3 separate regions of the Mus musculus genome follow, and regions 1 and 2 are each linked to region 3. Evidence: chromatin contacts called from public HiChIP or PLAC-seq data. All regions are on one chromosome and are shown on one strand. Each heading gives the region's core, a stretch centred on a gene start, on an enhancer-like site or on the middle of the called end of the contact. The rest is flanking DNA. Distances are from core to core; before and after follow the strand shown. Region 1 holds the start of Npc2 (NPC intracellular cholesterol transporter 2). Region 2 overlaps Ltbp2 (latent transforming growth factor beta binding protein 2). Region 3 holds the start of Dlst (dihydrolipoamide S-succinyltransferase (E2 component of 2-oxo-glutarate complex)).

Region 1 (3,267 bases), core at 625-3,124, 340 kb before region 3:
AAAAGAAGTGGGCTGTGCTCTTGAGGATGACACTTGAGAGGTTGGACTCCGGCTACCACATGCTTGGGTACACATGAATACACACACATGAGAAATAAAATGAAAATTTAAGAAGTTTAACAGAAGGGAAAAACAGGTACTTCAAAGAAACAGCCACTCTGAGCTAGCCTCCAGGTTTAGTGAACGGCATCTGTGAACTATTGATAGGCAGTGGCCCTTATTATTTAATCCAGTTCCACATGCCCACCGTTGCTTTTGCTTTAACAGAACTTTTAATATCATATTAGAGGTAATATGAATTCCCTTGTTTCCTTTTTCAGTGAGTATTTATTATTTACTATCATCCCATAGTACTGGATACTGGCTACAAAGAAGCATATTTAGCTTGGTTCCTCACTCAGCAGTGTGACTACAGAAGGCTTTAATCCACCTCCCACTCCCACCTCTACCTCCTTAGTTAGGGGTGTGTGTGTGTCTGCCTGGGAGTGCAGGTAGGTAGCTGAGAAGGCCCAGAGTTGGGGTATAAGCAGGTATAACCTGATGTGGGAATTGAACTCTAACCCTCCGGAATAGTAGTTCCCCTTAACCACTAAGCCATCTCTCCAGTCCTAATAACTCTTTAACTTACTGCTTCATTATGGTCTGTTTCCCCCTGCTCAAATATTTTACAAAATCAGTTTGTCTTTCGACCATCACTGCTGCCTTTTCCACCCCGGGCCCCTGCACTGCTCCCACAACTAAGTGTACAGGCTTGACTGGACAAACTCAGAATTTCTACCCTCTATTATATTTTCCAATAAAGAGTCCAGGGGCAGCGTTGGGAGGGAGGCATCACATGATGTCACTAGAAATACGAATTTTATAGGAGACAAGGATCAAGAATCATGAAATTCATTAGAACAATGGAAACCCTACTTTGTAAATGAATGTTATGAGAAGGAGAACTAGCTTTTGTCTCGTTAGTGGGGGTGGGGTGGGGAGGGGAGGTGGATGGTACTTCTAAGACCAGAGCAGGATTGACAGGGATTTGGAAGGCCAAACTGGGCTACAGAGTGAGGCTGCCTCAGCCCGCTCCCAACCAAACTTCAAACGAACAAAGGGAGAAAGGCCAGTGACGATACAAGGCATAAATCAAAATAAGTCCCGTGCCTATTCCTTCAATCCGTGTTGGATGCAGACCTGCTGTCTATCCTATTGTTTTATTTTTTGCTTTTATTTGTTTACTTTTTTCAGACAGGGTTCAATAAATCCAGGCTAGTCTTAAATTCGCAATCCTCCTCCGTCCATTGAAATCTCAAAGCCCTTGAGCGCTGCAATATATGCCCGCTTGATGTTCACCCAAGAAACTTTAGTGAACTTCAGCACACGGTTCGCCTTGTGAGTGTTTTAGATTATCCCAAAACACGAAATGCAAGGAGAAACAAAGTTGTGCGGAGGGGTTAAGTTTCATCAAGACTAGTACCTTCGGTCCCAACCTAGTCAATTCCACGTTCCAGCAACCCGCCCAATCCACCCCCGGGGGTCTCCTCGAGTGGGCTCAGGGCTCACCGCAGTCCTTGAAGTGCAGGGGCTCCGCCTGGCTGGCAGCGACCAGCGCCAGCAGCAGGATCGTGGCGGCCAGAAAACGCATCGTGGATATGAAAGCTCTGCAATCTAGGAAGGAAAAGCAGCCCGAGCAGTCACAAGATAAACTTGTCCCGGACCGAGGGTGGAGCCAGATCAGGCCACTTGTGAGCAGTAACCAGCGAAGGCCCGCCCGCGCCCCGCCCTGGGCTCCGGGGCCGCCTGGCCTGCAGCTCGCCCTTTATCTCCGCCCATCTCTTCCGCTTCCAGGCAGGGCCTACGGAGAACTCGCTCTTTGCGTTCGCCCCGCTCTATTGGTACCGACCCACTTCGGCAAGTGGAAGCGTTCTCTGTCAATCAAAGCCCTCTTATCTCGCTATACCCAATAGGCACGCTTGGGGGCGGAGGCTCGATGCAGCCCCGCCCCCTTCTCCCCTCCTCCGGAAGCCCAGGCTAGGCGGGGATTTGGACCATGCTAGGGGCGGAGCTTGCGGAGTAAGATGGCGGCCTCCAGGGCCTTGTCCCTAACTGCCGAGGCGGTCAGGGCTGTCATTCCTAGGCGCTCGGGAAGGTATCGAGGGTGGAACGTCACTTAGGAAGGGTGTTGGGTTCTGCGTCTTCAGGATAGATGGGAGGCTAAATCTCACGCGGGGTGGGGTGTGGGGTGAAGGCTTGGCAGTTCAGAAGAAAGTGTCCCCAGATTTGGGTACGAGGTGTCCATAGAGGGTCATCTGGTGCCATTTCCCGGGTTCGTCTCCCTTCTTTACATCGCAGGCTCCTCGCCGTCTTTCCCAGGCTTTTGACCCGCTGGGAAACAACATCTTCCATTCCAGAGGCTGGCGAGGGACAGATCCGCCTCACAGACAGCTGCGTCCAGGTAGGAGGTCGGACGCGGGGCGGCGGTGCCCAGGAGGGCTCTAGAAGACTTCCTAGTCACCCGTCCCGTTATCTCCGCTTGCTTGGCATTCTTGATCCTCTTTCCTGAATTTCAGAGGCTTCTGGAAATCACCGAAGGGTCAGAATTCCTCAGGCTGCAAGTAGAGGGAGGTGGATGCTCCGGATTCCAATACAAATTTTCACTGGATACAGTTATTAACCCCGACGACAGGCAAGGAGGACGGATGGGTCGCTAGAGGCTGTATCAGAGGATAAAAGTGGCCCCAATTTATTCCAAACTTCCAAGCGTCTAAGTCTGCTTAACACTACCACCCTCTCCGTTCTGTGAGGATACAGCAAAGATTTGTCCTCTTGTTTAAAAATAAGGAAGAACATTGACTTAGCGTCCGTTAGGTAGTCAAGTTGAGAAAGGCTGAACTAGGGCTGGAGAGATGGCTCAGCGGTTAAGAGCACTGGCTGCTCTTTCACAGGACCTAAGTTCAGTTTCCAGCAACCACATAGTGGCTCACAACTATCTGTAGTGAGATTTGATGCCTTCTTCTGGTGTGTCTGGGGAGAGCAACGGTATACTCACATAAAATAAATGAATAAATAAGTGTTTAAAATATATATATACACCAAGGTTCCACCCTAAGAAAAAGGCTGGACTAGTTTCAGTCCGAGCCCTTAAATAATCCTTCTGTTTTTTTTTACGTTGAATCTTTCTGCTTCAGTCCGTTCCGTCCCAGCTAGAAGTCCTAAGCAGTGTTCCATGCATTGGAGAACAAGATGTACACCTCTGGGCTCAGGGTGTTGTGTGGGTGTTTG
Region 2 (3,566 bases), core at 767-3,266, 320 kb before region 3:
GGACCGGGCCACTCGATTGTTGGGATCATAGGCATTATTAACACTACTGGGAAGCACAACGGACACTCTAGAATTGTGCTTCTCAACCTTCCTAATGCTGCAACCCTTTAATACAGTTCCTCATGTGGAGACCCCAAATCATATAATTATTTCATTCCAACTTCATAACTGTAACTTTGCTACTATTATGAGTCATAATATAAACATCTGATATGCAGGATATCTGATATGCCTCCCCTGTGAAAGAGTCATTTGATCCCCAAAGGGGTCGAGACCTACAGGCTGAGAACCCCTGCTCTTGAAGCATATAATAGGGTATCACTCAGTCTAGGCCAAGGCCCAAGGAACCACATGTGTCTCGTGTTTCTTGTTATCCCCCTTGGTACCCCTGAGACACTGCAGCCTGCACACCAGTGCCTTCATGGTGTGCATGTGTGTTTCTTGTTTCTTCTTGTACATGCTTGGTTAGTCTACTGTAATCCATCTGCACTCTCCCCACAGGGGAGGGTTCTCTTACCTTCGCATCTGTTGCCCAGGGGGTTGGGCCGGTAGCCCCTGTCACAGTCCTTGCAGGAGAAGGAGCCTACAGTATTGGTGCAGACGCCTGTGGGGCAGACTCCAGGGAAGGCACATTCATCCAAGTCTAGGCAGAGAGACAACTGTGGCCATGGACCCAGGAGGGCAGTCCCAGCAATGAAGCCATCCCTCACTACACCTCTCGCCCATCTGGATCTCCAGAGAAGGGCAAGCCTTGGCCATATTCTATAAGGCGACCTTGTACTTCCTTCCTAGAAAGCTCCTTGCGTAGCCATACCTCCAGCTTACCTCTTTTGAGAGACAGTGTTATATAGCTCAGGCTGGCCTTGAACTCATTCTGTAGTTAAGGCTGGCCTTGAACTCCAGATCCCTCTGCTCCCAACCCCAAGTCCTGGGATCATGGTCATCACACGAAATCACGGTAGGTGACTTTAGCTTCCCTTTTGTCTCTGTGACCATTTGTCTCATCTTTGAACTTAGAAGTTATGTCAAGTTCAGAAGCTCTCTGAGGCCAAGTCTCCCCAAGTTCCCTCTAACCTAACCCAGAGACTCAGGATCAGCCCAAGGCTGGAGACAAACAGATGCTATTTAAGAGGGAGGGAGGCCTATATAATGTCCCTCTGTAACCATCTCTCCTGTTACCTTCACAGGCAGTGCCATCTTCGTTCACCCAGTACCCGCTCTGACAGGCTGAGCAGGTGAAGGAGCCCTCCGTGTTGAGGCAGAGGCCGGTGGGGCACGAGGCTCGGCTGGCACACTCGTCCACATCTGAAACAGGCCATTGAGTTCTGTATGGGATTCTGCAGGGCAGATATGCCAGAGACTCATAGGTGGGCAGGGAGTGTAGAAGGGATAGGTTTTGGCAAAGGGTAGGACAGGCTTTAGGAAAATTCAGGGTTGGCATGCAGAGGGAAAGATGCTGCAGACTTGATTTGCATGCGCCAAGAAGGGTGCTACATCTTAGTACCTCGGCAGCCCTTCTTGTCTGGGGTGACCTCATAGCCCGGCTCACAGGAGCATCTAAAGGAGCCTTCCATGTTGATGCACCTTCCATGGGTACATATCCCAGGGGTCAGACACTCATTGACATCTGTGGATAAAGTCCAAGAGGGTGCACAGGCCTCTCGCTCCTCCTTGCCCTTCTTCCCACTGCAGCAAGCCTAGATCTTCTCTATTATGAGCCCATGGAACTGGCTGTCAGAGGGAATGTAGGCCAGCCACTCTTGGAGAGCCACGAAGCCATACTCCTTGGTTTCATCTAGGCACAGCAGGGCCATACCCTCCTGAGTGTTCCTCAGCCACCCTACATAGTCCTGGTAAATGAACCTACTGAGAATGCTAGAAATGAGGTGTCTAAGACCCCTGACTAATTCCATCTCGAGTCTCATCCTCTCTAGTCTCTTACCTGCCACCCAAACACACATAGTCCATACTCAACGAGCAGTTCCAGTGTGTGGGCGGGCAGTGTGGAGAAAGGCCAGGCTGTTCCTGGGTGGTTGTGGCTGTCTTGAGGGCCTGGGAACCATCTGCCCTCCCCAGAGCCTCAAAGCATCTATTCAAAACATGGCTCCTCCTAGAATCAGAACCTTGGGCCTTTTCCCTGCGGGGGCTGAGGGGAAAGAGCACTCCTTTCCACTGTCACGGACTTGTTTTGGGAACAAGAAGTGCCACGACTATTCAGTGGGAGACGCTCCTCATACAGTACTTTAGTGTAGCAGGGAGCCTGGTGGCTGGATCTCTTCAGCCTAAGAACCTGCGGCTTCTCATCCCTGTCAACAGAAGCCAACCGCAGGAGCTTCTGGGACTTTAGGATAGAGCTTCGGAACGGATGTGGCTAGGCAGCAGAGGAGGGCCCCACCCTAGCTGATTCAGAGGGCAGAGTCCCATAACCAAAGCACACCCACATCATGCTCAGCATCGTCTAAGAATCCAGCCGGATGAAGGAGGGCAATGCCCCTTAAGCCACTTCTGTCTGCCCACCTCTTCCCCTCCCTGTGTGTGGGGTCAACCAGCCATCCCAAGGTCAAATGACCCCCACTCAGTGCCTGGGCAATCAGCCCTTACCTACACAGCTCCCACTCTGGCCTACATAGCCCTCCTCACAGGCCAGACAAGTGTAGGAGCCAGGGGAGTTGACGCATCTCCCATCAGGGCAGGTACCAGGGTGACGGCATTCGTTGATATCTATAAAACAACAACCCCTCCCTTGGTCATCTCTGAGAGCCACGACCCATGGGTACTTCGTGTCTGCAAATCTTTGACCCTGCCCTGTATGGGGAAATGGATGCCTGTTTCGGTATAGATGAACACTAGGAAAAAATGACTCCCCGCAGTGTGTTCCCAACCCTCCCGCCTTCCCTCTCTCACTGTTCTAGAGCAAAGATTAATGAAAGGACTTAAAGACTCTGTGGGTGGCTGCAGTAACCAGTGGGTACTGTTCGCTGTATGAAATCAGAGAGCTGCATGTTTCACACTAGATTGTTTGGGATGGGCCTTCATGATGCCCTTGGTCAATGCTTAATCCTTTACAGGGCGTGGCCATCTGGGGGACAGCAGTTAGTTGGGCTGTTAAAGTCAAGTGCTTCCCTGGCCCAGGAAATGAAGGCTGAGCATCATTCTTGAGATTGGCATGGACCCGCCTCGAAGCTAAGTGCAGACTGGAGGGTGGAGGTTGGCAAAGCTCTGCTTTTCTTCTAGCTGACAGGCACAGGGTCTCAGGACTCAGCTGAGACCCCAGGCAGCAAGGCTGAGTCTGGGTACTAACAGGACAGGCATGAGAGAGAGGGGCTAAGGAGAGGGAGGGACAGCAGGAGGAGAAGCTTTGCCCAAGGAACCAAGTACAGGGTTCTTCACTACTGACTTGCCTGTCAGGGATTCCAGCATCCAGGGGAAGAACCGAGGGAGAGGTCAGACCACAGGGGCTAAACCCTGGGACACAACCACAGGAGAACAATACACTCTTCTGGCACAAATATCAAAATGTCTGGCCACCAGGTTGGCCAAGCTGAAGGAAGCAGGAGGATTTATCC
Region 3 (3,287 bases), core at 382-2,881:
GCAAGTCATCACAGTAGTGATGCACTGTAGTGACAGAGACACACTACTTTGGAAGGAAGCATAAAGTACCTGCTCACTTTGCCAGAGGGGAATAGGAAAGGTTTCAGGAAGAGATTTAAAGGGGAATTAAAAAGCCCCTAGATAAATAGGAAGGAACAGCGGACGCAAACATGGGGAATGAAATAGTGCATTGGGTGGGGTCGGGAGTGAGGTGGGGATCGGGGCAGATGGTCAGCAGCGAATTATGGCTCAGTATCTGTGAAAATGAGAGCTCAGAAGCCACGAGCCGGATAATTAGGTGCTTGGGCTAGCTGAGGAGTTTGGGCTGTATAGACAGGCAGGCAGTAGCAACTGGAAGAATTTAAGCAGGGGAGTGGCAGGATTAACTCTACACTAACAAAGGATCTTTGACAGAGGTGTGAAGGCGGAGTGGAGAGAGTGAAAGTGGAGTCTTAGACCTGCTACAAGGAAGCTTTGAAGGAAACAGATGAAGGGCATTACAGGCTCAATAGTGAGGGCAGCTGGGACAGATGATGTCTCTCTTTCTAATCAGGGCTTCTGCCCAAGGCTCAGAGATTCCAATGCCATTGGATCCAGGGTTTGGTGAGCAGAGGCTTTGTGAAGGTTTTGAAAATTAGGCAAAATAACTCAAAAAAAAAAAATCAAAGGCACTACGTGGTTCATTTATTCATTCAGACATTAATTTGATATTTATTCAGCTGAGCTCATGGAATACTATTTCTGTTAGGAAGCCAGGGTTAAAGGCCTAGGGATTTAAGAGCGAGCAAGTAAGCAGGGTAAGGGTGGCAAGCGCTTTCAATGTAAGGCAATGGGCAGAATGGTATACACAAAGCTGCGGGGGGAGGGGGCGCAGGAAGCCTACAAGCGTTTCTACAACCTCTGCCAATGGGGCATGACATTGAACAAAAGTGTAACCCCCATAAGATTAGTATGTCACATTCCCAGAGTTGGGTAGCAAATAACTTCCAGAGTTCACAAGCTGGGTGGAGCACAGTTAGCTTGGCTGGAGAGTTTGCTCAGGGGCGGGAGAAGATCAGGAGCTAAAGCACAGTGGGGCTAGTTGGTGAAGTCTTACAGGTCCTTTAATACAGTTCCTCTTGTAGTGATCCCGGGCCATAAGATTATTTTGTTGCTACTTCATAACTGTAAATTTGCTACTGTTGTGAGTTGTAATGTAATTATCCGGTATGCTAGATATCTGATATGTGATCCCACTGAAAGGGTCGTTGGACCCTCCAAAGGATCGCGACCCACCTGCCCAAGTCCACATAAGCCTAATCACCGGCCTGAGATCTAAGTTCCTAGCCATTTCCCTCTCTTCCTAGAATGCAGAGGCAGAAAGGCTAGGTTTGGGGGCAGCAGAAAACGGCGCCAAACAGAACCAGCTCTGAGGAAAGGCAGGGAAGGCTTGAACCCGGGGGCGCTCCGGTGGCCGGATGGTTGTCCTCGAAGAATACTAACCCAAGTTGGCCTTCTCTTGACAGCGCCACAGATGCCCCGCGCTGGGACCGCTAAGGATGCGAGCCCGGCTCACACCGCCCGGCACCCAGCACGGTTAGTGGTTCGCTCCGAACACCCCTCGCCGCTTGGCTGGTGCCGCGGCCGGTCTCACTTCCGGTTGCTGCCGGGCCCTGTATCCGGTGTCCGCCCGCCCTCCATCCCGCTGCCTCCGCGATGCTGTCCCGGTCACGCTGCGTGTCCCGGGCGTTCAGCCGCTCGCTTTCTGCCTTCCAGAAGGTACTGTCTGGCGGGGCCCGGGCTCCGATGGGTGCCGAACATGGCTGTGGGCGGACGGGCAGGCCGAAGGGCAGGGACGCTGTGTGCTGGCCAGGCCGGCCACCAAGGGCACCGGGACGCGGTGGCTGCCGACGCCCGCGGAGCCGCCCAGCCGCGTGTACGGAGCCCCGGAGCCCCTGTCCTCTCCCAGGCAGCCCGCGCCGGCCGTTTTCCCGCTGTCCCGAACCCTTTGCTCCGGGGCTGGGAGCCGCGCCCGCAGCGACATTGACTTAGAGTTAAGAGAGGAGGCACGGCCCCCAACCGTATTCCGCGGCCTGTCTCTTCGCGGTCTCCAAACTAGCGCCTGGCAGGCTCAGGGGAGGATGACAGAGTTTGGCCGACTCGGTGTTTTGCGTCTACTTTCGGAGTTAAGAGCACGATAAACGTGTCATTACCTGTCAGCAGCACGATAAACGTGCCCTTAAAAAAAATGTTTGTTTGTTTTTTTCCCCCCTCTTTTCATTTTGGGTGACGTCGATAATGTCTTCTTTCTCAACAGGGGAACTGCCCTCTAGGGAGACGTTCCCTGCCTGGTAAGTTCTGCCCTTGCGGTCACCTAAAATGCACTTCTCGTGGGCAGAGCAGCATGGGAGGAAATCTGATGTTTCTTCTCATGGTATTTAAAGACAATGAATTCAGAGAGATGCGAAGCAAAAGACTCCCTTAAGTATAACTGCTGTCATGTACTCACCCGGCGCATCCTTACTGGGTTTTGTTCAGCTTTTTGTGGTGCTGAGGATAGAAGCTAGGGCATGGGAGGCAAGCACTTAACCACTGAGCAACACCAGCGGCCCACGGTTACTGAATTTACACTGTCAGGGCACTGTGCTAGATGCTCGTTAGAAATACAACAATGCAAAAAGTCTTGTCCTCCAGGAGCCTGAGGCGTAAGGGAAAGGCATGGTGTAAATTGCTGATCATCAATCATCTAAGTGTTTGGAAACATGGACAGAACAGGTTTAAATAGGTGACATTAAAGTTGTGGCTTGCAGGATGTGACAGTCAGTGAAGAGAAGAAGAAGAGAGAGAAAGAAAGGGGTAGAATGCATGAAGTCAGTGAAGAAGGAAACAGGTGTGGCATTCTTTTGGAATTGGAAACAAAGTGACTGGTCAGAAGCCATTAGTTAAAGGAAACAGTATCTCGAGGAAGATGATGGTGTAGAGGCTTTCGGAAGTTTAGATATTTTTTCCCTTAAATTTATTTTTCTTTATGTGTACTGTGTACACACTTGGCATTCTGTGCCCACGGAGGCCAGAAGAGGTGTGGGATCCCCTGTAATTGGAGTTGCAGGTTGGTTGGGAAATGCCCGGTGCCTGGGTCTCTGCAAGAGCAGTACCGGTTCTGAACCCCTAAGCCTGGAAGTTTGGATTTTCATTCTCGTAGCTGTGTGTGGGTTGTTGTCTTTGGTAGAGGAGAAAGTTATTAACAACCTTCCATAGCTTACTTTTAATCAGGTGCCTGGCAGATATGTATTTATCCCTGCCCACCT

What was found. HiChIP or PLAC-seq counts read pairs in DNA pulled down with a chosen protein or histone mark.
Region 1: an H3K4me3 HiChIP or PLAC-seq map of the SCID.adh cell line shows a contact between it and region 3, with 14 read pairs. The contact joins the promoter of Npc2 here to the promoter of Dlst in region 3. A contact is called at or near these places in 13 of 39 promoter capture datasets (3T3-L1-derived adipocytes, the C10 cell line, the HPC-7 cell line and 11 more), 4 of 484 Hi-C or Micro-C datasets (CD8 T cells, erythroblasts, muscle stem cells and 1 more), 12 of 115 datasets of contacts at active chromatin or transcription factors (the SCID.adh cell line, astrocytes, bone marrow-derived dendritic cells and 8 more) and 2 of 9 other capture datasets (macrophages and pancreatic islet).
Region 2: a contact with region 3 is called in a FOXA1 HiChIP or PLAC-seq map of pancreatic cancer cells. The contact joins the enhancer-like site here to the promoter of Dlst in region 3. A contact is called at or near these places in 3 of 39 promoter capture datasets (3T3-L1-derived adipocytes, embryonic stem cells and frontonasal cranial neural crest), 3 of 115 datasets of contacts at active chromatin or transcription factors (astrocytes, pancreatic cancer cells and pro-B cells) and 3 of 9 other capture datasets (adipose tissue, embryonic stem cells and macrophages).

What each region holds. Positions count from the first base shown.
Region 1 is chr12:84,771,238-84,774,504 of GRCm38.p6, forward strand. Npc2 (NPC intracellular cholesterol transporter 2) reads right to left here and starts at 1,875. Exons shown (of 4, transcript NM_023409.4): 1 at 1,549-1,875. The coding sequence starts at 1,630. It overlaps Isca2 (iron-sulfur cluster assembly 2), which reads left to right and starts at 2,033. Exons shown (of 4, transcript NM_028863.1): 1 at 2,033-2,134; 2 at 2,338-2,440; 3 at 2,556-2,671. The coding sequence starts at 2,064.
Region 2 is chr12:84,792,440-84,796,005 of GRCm38.p6, forward strand. It overlaps Ltbp2 (latent transforming growth factor beta binding protein 2), which reads right to left. Exons shown (of 36, transcript NM_001370743.1): 19 at 2,602-2,721; 20 at 1,505-1,627; 21 at 1,180-1,305; 22 at 518-643. Among named protein-coding and RNA genes, the nearest start is that of Isca2, 21 kb to the left of the region's middle. Within about 2 kb of position 2,017, at least 13 of the 459 cell types and tissues checked have an H3K27ac peak or open chromatin away from gene starts, as enhancers often do. A contact at or near this core is called in pancreatic cancer cells, where this site is marked.
Region 3 is chr12:85,109,202-85,112,488 of GRCm38.p6, forward strand. Dlst (dihydrolipoamide S-succinyltransferase (E2 component of 2-oxo-glutarate complex)) reads left to right here and starts at 1,632. Exons shown (of 15, transcript NM_030225.4): 1 at 1,632-1,758; 2 at 2,297-2,330. The coding sequence starts at 1,696. It also overlaps a transcript of Prox2 not described here.